Linked DNA regions of Mus musculus: region 2 is linked to region 1. Evidence: chromatin contacts called from public promoter capture Hi-C data. All regions are on one chromosome and are shown on one strand. Each heading gives the region's core, a stretch centred on a gene start, on an enhancer-like site or on the middle of the called end of the contact. The rest is flanking DNA. Distances are from core to core; before and after follow the strand shown.

Region 1 (3,847 bases), core at 1,282-3,781:
GGCTTTATCTTTCCACCACCTCCTTGCTCTTTTCAGTCACAGCGGTGCTATTCCTTTGCAGCAATCAGGGAGAAAAATCTAGTCTCAAAGAGAAGCGTGGCTGTCCAGGAAATCATCACACAGAGAGGTTGCTATAGCTGAATGCCCAAGCAGGGAGAAAGATGTCTCCTGGTAACTCTCCTCTGCCTCCCACCTGCTCATGGTCTTCCAGAGCCTCCCACTGGTCATACTGGGCAAAAAAAAAAAAAAAAAAAAAAAAAAAAACCCAACTCAAACCAAACCAAAAACCCCAAAACTCAGTGAGTTTGTGAAGGCCATCCCAGGGAGCTGAGCAGAGGAGGACGGGGCACATGTTTAGCTGAGGTGTCATGGCAACGGTGGTTTGTGGTGATGTATCTCCCAGAAGAGGCTAACAAAGGGGGAGGAGGTACATACAGCATTCAGGTTAAGATAACTCATCACAGTATTGGTTGGGTTCATTGTCCAGTAACAGGCCCAGCGGGCAGCTCAGTACATCCTAAGATTCCTTCAGGAGAGAATCTTATCAGGTAGGACAAAAAACCTCAGGGTCTAGTGCAACTTCCTAAACATACTTAGTCCCGATAACCTGTCAAGATTCAGCTCCCTCTCCTAGCCAAGCTGCTGTTCCGTACACGGATTTCCTCTGGGCAGTTCGCATAACCCTATGGAGGCCTCCCTAACAGTTCCTTTCTTTGCAAGTTGTGGTCTCCTCTGAGTCTACAAGAGTGCCGGAGAAGCTTCCCCTACGGACTATGGACTGCTTCCCGTCGCCTTTGAATCACAGCAAGGAAGCTAAAGGTTTTAGGCTTCCGTTTTTTGTTTTTTTTTAATCAAATGGAGCAAAATGTAACCCTATGAAGTGAGTGTAAAACTAAAGTTCATAACGTATGCAAAATAATCAGAGTAAGGAGCCCGCACGCCCCTGGGCCACAACTGATGCCAATTATCATTACTGTCTCAATTTAAGTCTCCTAATCCCCAGCGCCTAACTAACCCTTGGAGATGCTTAATTAGCGTTTGTTGAATGACTGGAGAATTAATGATGAAAAGGATTTATTCTTGGGTTTGACCTGGTTTTAGAAAATTAATTATTCAGCATAATTGCAAGAAAGGATTTTGATAATAGGCATCTATGCTAAGTGAGGATCCAGAGACTCCAAACTGACCTGGTTTGCGAAAGAAGTGGGGGGGGGGGGGACCAAACAAAACCCAGCAACACAAAATGTGACTGCAAGCTGTTTCCAGGGAGCAAGGTCAGCCAGTTTCAAGAGCACACAACTCAAACTATATGAAAGTATACATGCGACCTTGTCCGCGTGCAGATGGTATCCCTGGCAGTGAATAGAATGACCCGTACCCCAGTATCCAATACTCCTGGCCGCACTGGCGCCCTAGACCCTCGGGCGCGCATTGCAGGCGGGAGGGGACAGGAATCTGGCGCCAGCCACGTGGGCCCCTTCCGCCAGTTCCCCACATCCTTTGTTTCCCACCGGCCGGAGCTCAGGAAGCTCTTTCGGCGAGTCACCGCGAAGGGGCGGCCCAGGAGCTTGGAGAGGCTATTTCCGTGCAATCCGGGCGGGCGGCAGGCGCGGGAGGGGCGTGGAGGTGGAGGCAGAGCAGAAGGCCCAGTGTTTGCTTTTATTTCATCCAACAGAAGGTTCTATTTGTGGAAGCGAACAGACGCTGGGGATTAGAGTTGGGAGGGGGCAGGAAAAGAGGGGAAGAAAAAAAAAGCCACATTCACTACCACGCACAGGTCTTCCCCGGAACTACCGCGTGGGGGTGAATGACTGATAATGGAATTCATCACCTTTCCTCTCGCCCCTTCCTCCGGCTGCAGCCGCGACTCGACGGCGCCCACAGCTCCACCGGGAGCTCCCCAAAGTGCAGAACGGCGGGGAGGGGGGGACCCACTAGGATAAAGGCGTGACCACTGGGTCTCAGCCAGCTGCCGGTGCGCAGCCAGGAGGTGCGCGCGCGGCCGCCGGGAGCTCGGTGCTCCATTGTGTTGTGTGAATGATGCGCGCGCACCAATCAGCGGTCGTTTCGCCCCTGCTGCCCCGCCCCTCCCGCCCACTTCCCCGGGAACCTGACGTCACGGGAGCTTTGCCTCCGCCCCCTCCCTGGGCTACGGGCCCGCGGGCCTGCGGTGGGGCGCGCGCAGCCTGCTGCCCAGCCCAACCCGGGGGGCGTGTGCGCGCGCCCAAGGCGTCCCAGGACGTTCCCACCTGCGCCTCGGCGCGCGCGGTCAGGAGCATCCCCAGGCCTCCAGCCACCCCTTACAGTTCCAGCCTCCAACTCCACCTCCCCTCCCCCCTAGTCTCCTCCCTCCGCTCCGGTGACTGCAAGCCGGGCGACGGGGCCGGAGTCGTCGCAGCCACCTCATTGCACAACCCGGCTTCCCAACTGTTTACACAGCCCGGGCTGTGAGTGTGTGTGTGTATACAGCGTGAGTCACCGGGAGGCGGAGGAGGTGGAGGAAAAGGAGAAGGAGTGCACTGGCCGGGATCAGTGCGGCACACACACTCATAGTCGGTCACTCTCTCTCTCTCTCCTGGAGCGCGTCTCGCTCGCTCACACGCCTGGAGCCCAGGAGCGCGCAGGATTCCGAGCGGCGCGGAAAAGTTGTACCGGCTTTTACGCCAGACTAATTGCTTTGGGAAGTGCGTTTGCTCGGAGAAGCCGAGGAGCCTGTGGAATCCTGTCCTCGAGGCTCAACACCCGGGAACTCGGGCCGTCTCCACGTCCCGGACTATCCACAGCCTCGGCAACAATAGCGGCGGCCACCGCCAACGAGGCGCCCAGACCTGGTGCCTGTGGGGGTCTGGAGACCTTAGCCGGCCTCCCACCCTTGGACGCGTGGCCAACGTGGTTCTGGTGGACAACGCCAGCGTCCTGGAACGGCTCCTCTTGGGGACCGATCCAAGCTCTATCTGCAAACTCCATCCCGCCGACTGGAAGAAGTCACAGCGCAGATCCAGGGATTTACAAAGCCGGGGCCGCTCCGGCCAGGGCCGCGATGCGGGTCGGTCCCGTGCGTTTTGCCCTGAGCGGCGCCTCGCAGCCCCGCGGTCCGGGTCTACTGTTTCCGGCTGCCCGGGGAACCCCGGCCAAACGCCTGCTGGACACGGACGACGCGGGGGCAGTGGCGGCCAAGTGTCCGCGCCTCTCTGAGTGCTCGAGTCCCCCCGACTACCTCAGTCCCCCTGGCTCGCCCTGCAGCCCTCAGCCTCCGCCCTCCACGCAGGGGACCGGCGGCAGCTGTGTGAGCTCACCCGGGCCCAGCCGAATCGCCGACTACCTGCTGCTACCCCTAGCTGAGCGCGAGCATGTGTCCCGGGCACTGTGCATCCACACCGGCCGCGAGCTGCGCTGCAAGGTAAGCATCCTGGGGCGGAGGTTGCGGGTCTGGATCGTCCACAGAAGTGCCTAGGTTCCGGCCCACCGGGATCACAGTCCCGCCAGCGCTTGGGTTTGGCAGAGCAGATAAGGGCGTTTAGTTGGATAAGGAGGGTATTTTGGTCAGCTTCGTGTTTTTGGAGGTTGAGTGCTTTCCTGTGGAGTGTTTTTTGGTGAGGGTTAGGCGGTCTAGAGGAAGTGCAGGGTTCAGTTCTTTTATCTCTGTTCTTTTCTTTGGCGCTCTGTATTGCTAGCGCGTGGCGTTCCATTTAAGTTTGGAATTGCAATGGGTTCCAGGGCCATGCCATTGCCCTGCTCTCATCCCCCTCCTCCCCCTGTCCTGGAAGGACGCCCTGCAGTGTGTGCCTCCTCGGGACTTGGAGCAACTGGCAAGCTCTTTGCGCGAGGCTCGCGGCATGGGTTCTGT
Region 2 (3,513 bases), core at 847-3,346, 2.4 Mb after region 1:
GAATATTTTCTTTCTTTCTTTCTTTTTCTTTTTTTTTCTTTCTTTCTTTTCTTTTTTCTTTTTTTCTTTTTTTTTTTTTTTTGACAGGGTTTCTCTGTATAGCCCTGGCTGTCCTGGAACTCATTTTGTAGACCAGGCTGGCCTGGACCTCAGAAATCCACCTGTCTCTGTCTCCCAAGTGCTGGGATTAAAGGTGTGGGCCACCATGCCCGGCACTGGAAAAATTTTTAAACATCCCATAAAAGGAAGCCCCACTCCCCAAAGTAACAACCTGGACAGAAAGCCTTCGAAGAGAATGCTTTAAAAAATGTGGTAAGAATGCTGAAGTGTAGCTCTCCACAACTTATGGCTTCTGGAGGGGGTCGGGTAGGTGGGGAAGGAATCAGTTTTCTTTAAGGAGCTGGCTGGTCCCTAGGAGTGTGGCCATACTCCAGTGGCTCTATGACTTTCCAGTGGTGGTGGTGGTGGTGGTGGTGGTAGGGATGTTCACAAAGGTGGGGAGGACTGACATGGGAGGATCGGGATAAGAGTGCTATTAGAGTGTATTATGTGAAATTCCCAAATGATATTTTTATATTATATCGGGGGAAAATATTAGCCTAAAATTAGCGCAGCAAAATTTAGTCCCAGGGAAGGGCAAACTGGGTCGAGACTAAAGCTGAATGAACCTGGGTGAAGGTCTTCAGCCGTTGGGAGGTCTAGTGTACAGGACTAACTGGAAGGAGCAGGTGGCATCTTCAGGGATTTGTTACTGAAGTTGTCTTTAAAACTGGGCCTCTGAGAGCCTGTGGTTGCTTCTCCCCAAGGTCGCAGCAGGTGGTTTGGGAAATGTCTGACACATCGAAAGCACATACAGACATAGAATTCAGAACCCTCTTCACTCTCTAGCACAAGAAGGAGATAATCTGAAGGAGATAATCGGAAGATCTGTTCGGTCACTCTCAGGGTGGAAACCAACCACACACAGCGCGATTATCCGTGCATATCGCACTGGCACACACGAGTATGGTAAATTTTCTCTTCAACAGAGACATCTTCATGTGGCTAAGAAGTAATGAAAGTGAAGACATTGAAGGGGGAACGTAGAGGGAGGGAGGAGATAAAGACTCTCTGAGAGATTGAAATAAAGTGAGGTATAGTGTGCTGAGAGAAGAGTGGACCCGCGTTACTTTCCGCGATCCTGGTATCACCTAGTTATGCAACCCGCTTTCCACAGGACTCCGGTTTCCCTCTAGGATCTGAGTCTACCTCATCTTTCATTCCCCTTTCTGGTTGTAGCACGTTGCCGCGCTTGACTAAATGGTACTAGAGACGTGCACCTGTTCGGTGCTGGATTGAATACAGCGAAAAGAATATCGTGGTATACGCGTGCCTTTCACACCAGCCTTCGTTCTTTGCAGAGGCTTTTGCACATTTGAGAGGTTAGTGTAATACCCTGTACGGACCAAGAATGGAGGATGCTGCAGACAGGTGGTCCTCTCTCAGCTAGAGTTTGCTTAGTACGTCCTTCTCTCCAGAACCACAGATGATGGATGGTACCCAGGACTGCTCTCAGATGAGAGTTCTGAAATAGAACAGATTCGGGGGGGTCTTCTGTAGGAACTACTGACCTATTTTCTGAGCAGTTTGGTCCTTTTAATTCACTGGAGTCTCCTTCCCTATCCGAAAAGTGGGAAGACTGCTAAGCTTCAAGGTGAAGGGGGATGGGATGTCTACCTTAAAAAGGAATAGTGTGGGGGAGGGGAGGGTGGGGAGGGGAGGTGGGAAAGCTAGTTGACCTCGCCTGGGCATAGCCCCAGGCTGTGTGGGACCTATGTAGGACCTAGGTTTGAGTGCAGCTAGAACCTCCCAGCCCAGGACTGACAGAGTGTGCTCTCTACTAGGGCCATCTGGGCATTAAGCAGCCTCAGTGGCACGCCACCTCCATGCGGTTCTCCTCTCAGGCTTGATGCCCCTTCATTGCCTAGGGCAGCAGGCAGAGGGGCGAGCTGGATCCCTCAGGTCAGAAACCTCCAGACACCAGGAGATCGGGGACACACGCGGCCTGCCCGGTGGCGCGCGCTTCTCCCCCTCCCCCGCGGCCGGGAGCGAGCCGCCGTGACGTCACGGGCCACCCGCCAGCCCCGCGCTCTACCAGGCAGAGCGCGTGTGGCCGCCGAGCACATGGACCCACTGGTCAAGCGGGCTCGGCAAGGCCAGGATGAAGAGAAGCTACGAACTTAGCATTCCCAGAGCCCCCCGAGTGGATATCCGCGTGGAAAGGATGTTGGCAGCCCCGGTGACCTCGGAGTCACGGCTGGATCCACCCTCTTGTAAGTTCCAAGTTTATCCCCTGGAAACTCTGGAGCCCAGGGATGCAGAGTCTGGATAGAGGAAAGTGGCTTTTGCATTCCCACGAGCGCGTGTTAACCTTGCACTTTTCCTCATCACTAGACTCGAGATTGCCAGAGAGTTTGGGTGTGGGTGAGAAGTGTGGGTGCGAGGGAGATTTCCCAGGATGGCCTCTACATAGAGGTAATTCTGGATTTATGCACTTGATCAAGAGCCCATTTCCTCAGGTCTAAAAGAGAGAGACGCCCCCTGCAATCAGCGCAGATTTGGGGCCGCTGATGTGGTTTGGAGGCCTCATTTACGAAACTGGAAGTCTGAGTCTAGTCTAGTGATGCTCCCTCCATCCTTGGCCAGCCCTCCTCCGAGACACCCCCTCGGGGCAGAAAGAAGGTGATCTCCTAAAACTCCCTGTGTCAGGAAACTTTCTGTGCTTTTGTATTGCGTTCCTGTGTTCGTGGAAGGCCCCCACGCCTTCATCCTTGCTAATTCTTTTTGGATAGCTTGTTGCTTTAACTAGATTGGCCCTTTCTTGGCTAGTATTTTCTGCTGTACCTATGAGTGGTGTGGGAGAACTGTGCAGACTTCCAGGAAGCGCAGCCATGAAGCTACATGTGCCTATGTGTAGACACATCATGGATTTTCTTACTAGTTTACTAGTGGGTGATAATCTGTCCTTTTGAGCTCTCCAGAACGTTCTAGAAGCTTAAGGAGAGAAATCACTTAAGAGAGTATAGGGAGAAGTGAGGTTTTTGTTTCCTTTCTGCTCTTGTGTTTTTAAGGGGTTGTTGTCATTTGACCTAGAGAAAGCCAAATGTGTGTGTGTGTGTGTGTGTGTGTGTGTGTGTGTGTGTGTGTGCCTGCCTGCTTGCCTGTCTGTCTGTCTGTTTGTCTGTCTGTGTGTCTGTGTGTTGGGGAGGGCTAAGGATGCAGGTCTCTGTTGAAGTGCATGTGGTAGGATGTTGCAGGCCTGTTTTGCATATGGGCAGTGACAAGTTTGGGCTTGTTCACTTGCACAGTCCTATGGTCATAGCTAGTCCTTCTTAAAGCTCTAGCCAGTGGGAAAGCGTTTGTGTTTCTATCCTTGGAGCTCCAAGTGGGACTTCTTAAAAGATTTAGAAGGAGCAAAGCTGTCAGGAAATCAGAAACGTCACATGGACTCCATGACTGGGAAAAACCTCGTGG

What was found. Promoter capture Hi-C pulls out the DNA fragments that hold promoters and counts their contacts.
Region 2: a promoter capture Hi-C map of hippocampal neurons shows a contact between it and region 1, with 4 times the contacts expected there. The contact joins the promoter of Pvt1 here to the promoter of Trib1 in region 1. A contact is called at or near these places in 2 of 39 promoter capture datasets (hippocampal neurons and liver) and 3 of 115 datasets of contacts at active chromatin or transcription factors (embryonic forebrain, embryonic stem cells and stem cell-derived neural progenitor cells).

The regions. Positions count from the first base shown.
Region 1 is chr15:59,646,123-59,649,969 of GRCm38.p6, forward strand. Trib1 (tribbles pseudokinase 1) reads left to right here and starts at 2,532. Exons shown (of 3, transcript NM_144549.4): 1 at 2,532-3,400. The coding sequence starts at 3,041.
Region 2 is chr15:62,035,890-62,039,402 of GRCm38.p6, forward strand. Pvt1 (Pvt1 oncogene) reads left to right here and starts at 2,097. Exons shown (of 5, transcript NR_132747.1): 1 at 2,097-2,312.